3 separate regions of the Mus musculus genome follow, and all the other regions are linked to region 1. Evidence: chromatin contacts called from public Hi-C and HiChIP or PLAC-seq data. All regions are on one chromosome and are shown on one strand. The core of a region is the stretch at or near the end of the contact, and the rest is flanking DNA. Distances in the headings are between cores, read along the strand shown.

The links. A called contact is a pair of places that touch in the nucleus more often than the background predicts. HiChIP or PLAC-seq counts read pairs in DNA pulled down with a chosen protein or histone mark.
Region 2: a Hi-C map of cortical neurons shows a contact between it and region 1, with 1.9 times the contacts expected there. The contact joins two enhancer-like sites. A contact is called at or near these places in 2 of 39 promoter capture datasets (cranial neural crest and embryonic stem cells), 2 of 15 datasets of contacts at CTCF or cohesin (the NIH/3T3 cell line and large pre-B cells), 11 of 484 Hi-C or Micro-C datasets (the C2C12 cell line, CD8 T cells, the CH12 cell line and 7 more), 7 of 115 datasets of contacts at active chromatin or transcription factors (astrocytes, craniofacial prominence, embryonic stem cells and 2 more) and 2 of 9 other capture datasets (adipose tissue and liver).
Region 3: a contact with region 1 is called in a FOXA1 HiChIP or PLAC-seq map of pancreatic cancer cells. The contact joins two enhancer-like sites. A contact is called at or near these places in 4 of 115 datasets of contacts at active chromatin or transcription factors (embryonic stem cells, epiblast stem cells and pancreatic cancer cells).

What each region holds. Positions count from the first base shown.
Region 1 is chr8:84,197,204-84,199,903 of GRCm38.p6, forward strand. No RefSeq gene overlaps it. Among named protein-coding and RNA genes, the nearest start is that of Mir23a, 10 kb to the right of the region's middle. Within about 2 kb of position 1,343, at least 432 of the 459 cell types and tissues checked have an H3K27ac peak or open chromatin away from gene starts, as enhancers often do. A contact at or near this core is called in cortical neurons and pancreatic cancer cells, where this site is marked.
Region 2 is chr8:84,333,176-84,335,875 of GRCm38.p6, forward strand. No RefSeq gene overlaps it. Among named protein-coding and RNA genes, the nearest start is that of Gm23626, 46 kb to the right of the region's middle. Within about 2 kb of position 1,341, at least 18 of the 459 cell types and tissues checked have an H3K27ac peak or open chromatin away from gene starts, as enhancers often do. A contact at or near this core is called in cortical neurons, where this site is marked.
Region 3 is chr8:84,387,081-84,389,780 of GRCm38.p6, forward strand. It overlaps a transcript of Cacna1a not described here. Among named protein-coding and RNA genes, the nearest start is that of Gm23626, 7.8 kb to the left of the region's middle. Within about 2 kb of position 1,426, at least 16 of the 459 cell types and tissues checked have an H3K27ac peak or open chromatin away from gene starts, as enhancers often do. A contact at or near this core is called in pancreatic cancer cells, where this site is marked.

The DNA of each region.
Region 1 (2,700 bases), core at 93-2,592:
CGTGTACTTTTTAAATCAAACACATCTACATGCTTTGTGGTCTGGATACCCCCACTTGGGAGGCGGGTATCAAGCCCAGGAGCTAAAGTCATTTAATTGGCTTTGGCCAAAACCTGGGGTCCCTCCCTGAACCTGGCAGCAGCCAATGGAAGTGAATCTGTTCCCATTTTACAGGTTAGGTGAGGCCCGGGAGTGAGAAACGGGTTATCACTTAAAAGTACGTGGGTGATGGGTTTGGCGGGTACAGCGGGCCTGGTCCTCCCTGTCCCTGCTCCGGTTGTTGCCTGCTCGCTTGTTTTACCTCCTCCGGCAGCCGGCGACAGGAAGTGCACGCGTGGGAGCGGCCCAGGCGTCCGCTCAGTTCCCTTGTCCGGACCCATCTCCCAGAGGCCTGGGACAGGGATCCCCAGCTCCAGCCTCGGGACCCCCTCGCCGAGCCCCGCCCCTGCCATTGTTTACTCCGCAGCCGACTCCAGGAAACTTTGCTCGCCCGCAGTAATTTTATTTGGGAAAGTCGGGCGGTTGCCATAGCAACCCCACTGACGTCAGAGGGGCTGGGGCCCGAAATCCCCCGGAAGGGAGGGGGTGTTGAGGAGGGGAGACCCCGAGAAAGGCGCTCTTTAACCCTGTGCGCTCCAGCGCCTCATGGCCGCCCACAACGAAATTTGACATCTTAAGCCGCTTACTCCCTCCTTCCCCCTGCCCCGGCTTCACGTTAGCCCTGGTGCTGGGCTAGGTCTGGGGCCACTCCTGTGTCACCCACCCCAACAGCGCCCTGGTAACTACCTATCCCATAGGCCATTCCTGTGTCACCCAACCCAAGAACGCCTTGGCAACCCAACCCTAACAGGCCCTGGTAACTACTCATCCCTGGGGCCACTCCTGTGTGTCACCCACCTCAATAGCGCTCTGGTAACTACCCATCCTGGGGTCACCTCCGTGTCACCCACCTCAACAGCGCCCTGGTAACTACTCATCCCCGGGGCCACTCCTGTGTGTCACCTATCCCAACTGGTAGCTACCTATCCTTGAGGCCACTACTGTGTCACCCACCTCAACAGAGCCCTGGTAACTACCCACCTTGGGGCCATGAATGGCAACCCAACCCTGTAGCGACTCTGGCAACACTGTTCATCTCCAGGGGACCCCTCTAAGTGGCAAATTGCAGGCCATACTGCCCTACACTAGGCCCCATACCGGCAGCTGAATGACAGAGCTGGGCGCCCTCCCCGGATGCGGGGGAGCGGCAGTGCCCCAGCGAGGGGGCAGGGATCTGGTGGGCCCGGGACAGTCCACAACACAGTCGGTCGCCACGGCGACAGGAGGCGGGCTGCCTGACGGCCTGAGGCGCTAGCCGCCAGCCAGTGGGGAGGAGCCTCCCTAACCGCAGTGACGTGGGGCCTCCCTGTTTGATGTCTCTGTGCTGCGTTGCCATGGGGCCCGGGGCGCTCTACGTGTGTGCCCGGGTGACCTGTGGGGCGACCTTCAGACCTAACAGGGTCCCTTGACACAGCCCTCCCCCACTCCACCAACCTGGTGCTGGTGGGATCTAAGATGTTCCACTTCCTGTGGGGCAGAGCATGACAGAACCAGCTGTGTGTGTGTGGTGTGTGTGTGTGTGTCTATGTATCTTTGTGTGTGTGTGCCTACACAATATGGTCTCACCCTGTTCTAGGCCTCCCCATTTTCTTCCCTGATCAAAAAGTTAATAGCTAAGTTTAGTGAGCTGAGGTCCTGCTGGCTCTTCTATTGGTGCTAGGGGACAGATAATGAGGGTCAGGGCAGTCGCCAGGGTCTGCGAGTTGTTGCCTGAGCATCAGTTCACTCACTGGTGAATGGATGTTTCCAGGCCACGTGTGATGGTGCAGGTCTGTCATCGCAGTGTTGGGGAAACTGAGGCAGGAGGCTCATGAGTCTTAACCAGTAGAGCCTGGGCTACACAGACTGTCTCAACAAAGCAAAATGGAATGAAAAATAAAGTGTCTACAGAAAACAGATGAGGTGTTGGCACTCTGCATCTGAGGGCAGGTTGATGAGGTCTCTGAGGGGCACAGAGAGGGCACCCCCGGAGGTTGGCTTGAGCCTGAGTAAACGCCTGAGTGTACACAGGTCTTGGACTTGTGTGCTCTGTCTGTCTCTCTCCCTTTTTCCCTCCCTCTCTCTAATTCTCTGCCTTTATATATCTTTTTCTTTCAAATTTTGAGGCATGGTCTCATAGAGTCCAAGCTGGCCTCAAACTCACCAAATAGCCCAAGGATGGCTTTGAACTCCTGACCCTGCTGCTTCTACCTTCTAGACAGGATCACGCTCTGCAGCACGGGTTGACATTTAACCTGTGATTTTCCTGCCTCAGCTTCTGAAGTGCTGGGCTAATAAGCTCAGAACCTAACTTTTTTGTCCTCATTTAAAGTGCTCAGGGGGCCATGAGGCCGTCTCTCCCATCTTCCAGGGCTTGCCCAGAGTTGGAGAATTCTGTGCCACTCCAAATCCTCCCCTGGGGCCCCAACGGGGTGGGCCTCCTTTCCCTCCTGCCCTAACCTGTCAGATCTTGCACTCTGGGCCAGCCTGCCTGTTGGGCCCCACATGGGAAGGAAGCTGCAGAGTCCCCAAGACTTGGGCCTCTGGGCTGATGGCTTGGTTCGGCTTCATCCCACACTCACACCAAAGTTCGAGAGAGTGCAGAACTAAACCACTAGTCGG
Region 2 (2,700 bases), core at 91-2,590, 140 kb after region 1:
AGGTTCAGTCCATTATCATCATGGCAGGCCAGGTCAGGCATGGTGCTGAAGAAGGAGTTGAGAGTTCTATATTTGGATCCTCAGGCAGCTGGAAGGAGACTGAGTCACACCAGGCCTGGCTTGAGCATCTGAAACTCAAAGTCCACCCCCACAGAGACACACTTTCTCCAACAAGGCCACACCCACTCCAGCAAGGCCATACTTCCTAATAATGCCACTCCCTATAACTGTATGGAGGTCATTTTTATTCAAGCCTCCAAACCTGCTAATGTGGAAAGGGGAAAATTTCACTGGGTCCCACCCGTAGATGAGGAACTATAAGCAACTAGTGACTGCAGGCAGAGGGAGAATTAGCGTTTCCAGGGATGGCCTTCTTTATGGTTATCTAATACAAAGTAGTCAGCCCTAACACCACATGTATAAACAACAGAATGGACTCCTCAGGTTGTATTTATATATTTGCATGTACATACATACACACAGACATACGCATATATGTTGTGTAACATAGTGATCACAGAAAAACAAGCTATTAATTTGAGAGGGGGTAATGAGAGGGTTGGAGGGAGTAAAGGAATGGAGGAAAGTGTATAATTCTATTTTAATATGTATTAAAATGATTTGCTAGAGGGGAAAAAGGATGAAGTGAGAGGAAGCATCCTGAGTCCCACTGCATGCCAAGAGGGTGAAGATTGTATTTGCTTCTCGATTAAAGGGAACAGTTCCACCGTCTTCAAAGAATTTATGTGGTGGCTTGAATATGCTTGGCCCACGGGAAGAGGCACCATTAGCAGGTGTGGCCTTGTTGGAGGAAGTATGTCACTGTATAACCAGGCCTTGAGGTTTCCTAGCATTCAAGTTCTGCCCAGCACGGAAGAGGCCCTCCTCCTGTCTGCCTTCAGATCAAGATGTAGAGCTCTGGGCTCCTCCAGGACCATGTCTGCCTGCATGCTGCCATGCTTCCCACCATGATGACAATGGACTGAACCTCTGAAACTGTAAGCCAGTCCCAGTTAAATATTGTCCTTTATAAGAGTTGCCTTGGTCATGGTGTCTCTTCATAGCAGTGGAAACCCTAACAAAGATAATTTGGTTATCTATTTACTTGTTTTTATTTGATACAGGGTTTCTGAGGCTGGACTAGAACTCACTCTGTAGCCCAGGCTGGCTTCAAACTCACAGCAATCCTCTTGTCTCAGACTCCTGAGTGCTGGGACTGCAGGTGTGTGCCACTTTGTCCTGTTTCACCTGCCTTTGTTTTGATTTCCCTCATCCGCACAGTTGCCATGTGATTGGACTTTGCCCAGAACATGTAAGTAGTAATTTGCTTGCTGGATAAATGGCAGAGGTGTTCTCTGGGCGATGGATGCCAGCTGGCATGGCTCCCAGCCAGGGCCTGTGTGTGCAGCTTGGGCTGTCACACTCGGAGCGAGCACTCTCTGCTGCCCACTCCACGCCCCAGAGACCACAAGCAACATAAGTGCTCCCCTCTCCCTGGTGGAGCTCAGGATGCTGTTGCCAGGGGTGGGGATGTACAGTTGAGGAGAGGTTTTTCTTGGAGAACTGTGACACAGGGTTCTCTGGGGAATCTGTTTTCTTTCTTATGTCTGTATTCTTTGGTAGCAAGAAGGGAGTAAAATGAGATGAGCCCATAGCAGGCTAGTAAGAAGGCCCGACTTGCATCTGTAGGGCCCCGAGGAGGAAAACGTTGCCTGTTCCCTTGAGCTGGTGTCTTGCCCTTACTTGGTTCCTGGAAGGCTGAATCCAGAGAACAGCATCAGGCTCTGCTGTTTGTTCCCTGACTGACAATTAGATCATCCAACAGGAGTCTCTCATAGACAAAGAGAGAATGTGGGCAGACCTCAGGTGCTTGCTAAGCCTCCTGTAGTTGTGGTGCCTCTAAGAGAGCTTTATGTATCCTTTTGCCGGGGCCACACCTCTTCCTCTCCTTCTGTGCATTTTTGGAAACTTCTCATTGTTCTTTTAAATTTTGTAGCCTGTCCCTCCAGTGGCCATTACGTCATTTAGCTAACACTGTGTTTGTTGTTAATAGATTTCCTAAGTGCTTCGAAGGCCTGTCACAGTTTTGCATGCTGTCTGCTTTCTATGGACTCTTAGGGAGAGTGGTGCCGGCACGGGCTCAGGCTGTACAGCCTCATCACACACCAGGCACACATGTGCAGCGGCATTACACACCAGGCACACATGTGTTGCTTTTTCATAAGCCTGGAATGGAAATTTGAACATTATCATGTACATACTGCTGACTGTGAAGTTGAGGCATGGAGAGCTTAAGTGGGTTCCTGAAAGGCACAGAGCGGATTTAAGTGTAGGAGCAAAGAATCCAATGCTGGTTTTCTGGATCTAGGCCTGTAACTATTCCTGTTGCTCTGGAGAAAATGGTGAGGACAGTGATAATGAGGATCACCATGATGGTGATGTGGTGATGTTGGCCATAGTGAGATGAAGGTCATGGTGGTGAGTACTACAGTAATGGTGATTGTCATGGTGGTGGTGATGGTGGGGTTAGTGATAATGGTATTGGTGATTGTGGTGATGATGATGGTTGTGATGGTGACAGAATGGTGGCAGCAGTGACACCGATGGGTCTATTGGTCATGAATCTTACATCTAGGCACGACCTTCAAATGTTCTCTGAGTGAATGAAACTCTGCAATCTTCAGGGCAGTGGTGTCCCAT
Region 3 (2,700 bases), core at 176-2,675, 190 kb after region 1:
GGGTGGCAGAGAGGGATAGAGGTGGGCTAGGAGAAAGGCTGAAAAGGGTGTCAGGAAAGAGCTAAGGGCATCCTGTCCACACAAAGAGATGAGCCAGGGAGTTGGAGGTGTGGTAGGAGGAGGGGATCTAGCAAATCAATTGTTGTAAGGCAAAGAATATACTGGAAAGATAGAGATGACAGGGCCAGGGGGATGCTGGCACTAGGCCAAGTATTGGAGTCTCCAGTGAGTGGAGTTGGGGTGGGGTTGTTTCCGGGCTGAGGGTGAGAATGGACAGATCATAATGGAGATCAGAGAGGATAGTGTGGCTCCTCCACCTGAGTTCTCCAGGTGTGGCCCTGGGGTTCCAAGCGGATCCTCCACCTGAGTTCTCCAGTTATGGCCCTGGGGTTCCAAGCAGAAAGTATTCCTAGGTATTGGGGCTGACACAAAGGAATGGGGTTAGGCTGAAACCAGGGGCGGGGCTGAGAGGGTCCACAGAGAGGAGGGTTAGGAGGTGTGCCTGGGAAATGGAGGGGGTGGGAAGGCCCCTGTGAGTGCTCTGCTACAGGATATGGGGATGGGATTGGAGGGATCGTCATGAAGGGCAGGAAGGAGCTGATTTGTTCTTTCCAACATATCCTTGGGTCCTTTACTTAGTACAAATGACTATTTTTTTTTCCTTTGCCAGCTGAATGCGAGAGAGACATCGAGCAGTTGTATACTAGTTACCAGGCTATTCTTGTTATTATTCAGAATAAGAGCGAGCAGAGACCCTGAATGTAGTCCACCTCTCTGGCACTTCTGGCTTTCTCTGTCTCTTTTTCATCTCCTACACCCCCTACTCCTCCATACCTCCTCCTCTGATGTGGGTTTAGGGCATCATTGTATGTTTGTCTGTGTTTTTGTAGTGCTAGGGGGCAGGGGTTGAACTCAGAACCTTGCACAAAAAAGGTAGTTTTTTCCTGCCCAGCCAACACCCCTAACCTCTCACTGGAGGACTCTAACACTATCCCACACCCCAGCCTTTCGCTGGGGGATTCTAAGCAGGTACTGTACCATGAAGCTCCACCCCTTTGGAACTGGGCTTTTTATGTAGTCTGGTCTAGCCTCTGCCCTCAGCTATCCTAATGCTGGTGGCTATCACAATACCCAGAGGCTATCTCATACCATTTCTGAATTCCTACTATATTCATGAGCTGTTCTAGACACTAGTGATACAGTCTAGAATGAGGTCACCAAGAGCTACAATTAAATTAGAAAAATAAGCAATACATAATTAGTTAACATGGCAATAGTGACGGAAGAATGTGGGGTGGAGTCTAGAAGAGGCCCCTGTGGTAAGGAAACATTCCAGTAGGAAGCTGAAGGAAGTGAGGCAAGGAGACATTGGAAATCTGTGGAAAGAATCCCACAGGGCAAGAGGACAGCAAACATAGAGGCCCGGGGCAGGACTTTGCTTGGTGAGTACAAAGAGAAGCTTTAGCAAATGATTCGAGGCCTTCTGAACTGCAGAAGAACATTGGCCTTTTTCATGCAGCTCTGAGGGTCCTGAGCTGGGGAGGGATGTCAGGGATGCACAAAGTCCCACCTGGGCATGAGAGAAGAGTGGAGACAAGAAGTGAGGAGAAGGGGAAGAGGCAGCTGTGGGGACAGAGGATGGACACAGGCCAGGGGGTCCTGTGGGAATCAGTTCTGGATCTATTCTGAAGACATAGCAGATGCACGTGGCTCATGGTTTGGGTATGGATGTGTGAAGGAGAAAATCCAAACATTCGCCTGAGGAATCTAGTGAGCAGCTAGGGACAGCGCCAGCATCCACTCAGAGGAAAAGGACAGGGCGGGGGAGTGCTGGGTAGGCCGGGAGTCACTCAACACTCAACACGTCCCCCCTGAATTAGAGAATCGCCCCACAGCAACATTCATGAAGAATGGAATGCAAACATCTATTAATAATTATTTGCAAATGCTACATATTAGCCAGTTTAGATAAACTCTGCTCTCTGGGAAGTTTGCCAGGAATAAAACCTCCGACGAACTTTCTGTAGCTATCAAAGCCAGCAAAATGGCATCAGAGAGTCCATTGGTAGACAGGAAAGCTGACTTCCTGTAGGAATCTTTGTCTCTAATTCTGATTCTTCCAGCTGATTCTCCATAAGACCCAGGATCTCCTGGTTGGAATGATAAATATGATAGAGATGAAGGAGGATGGGTGGGAGATAATCAAGATCTGCAGGGTGAGACGCATGTCAGCGAGAACACACTAGGCTGGAACACAGCAACAGTCTGCCTGGAATCCCTTAGTAGTGTTGGAGGTGTGGCTCAGTGGTAGAGCCGCTGCTGAGTATGGGCTAGTATGAGCCCTAGTATGGGCTGGGGGTGTGATTTGGCAGCAGAACACTTCCTGGCATTTTCCAGTCTCTGGGTTCCACTCTCTGCATCACATTCATAAATTTAATATATTATATGAATATATATTTAATGGATGTGATATTTTATTAATATCAAATTTATTAATATCAATTAATTTTATTAATATTGTATATTAATAGAGAAGGTCAGATGTTTTGACTGGCGAGCTACATTTGTACAGATTTAGGTAGGTATTTGGAACTAAGAAGCAAAGGGTTGGACACATCCTGACCCAGGAATTCTGGAAGTGAAACTATACTGGGAACATAATGATACATTGTAGCTGATTGTGGTATCACTTTAAAAAAG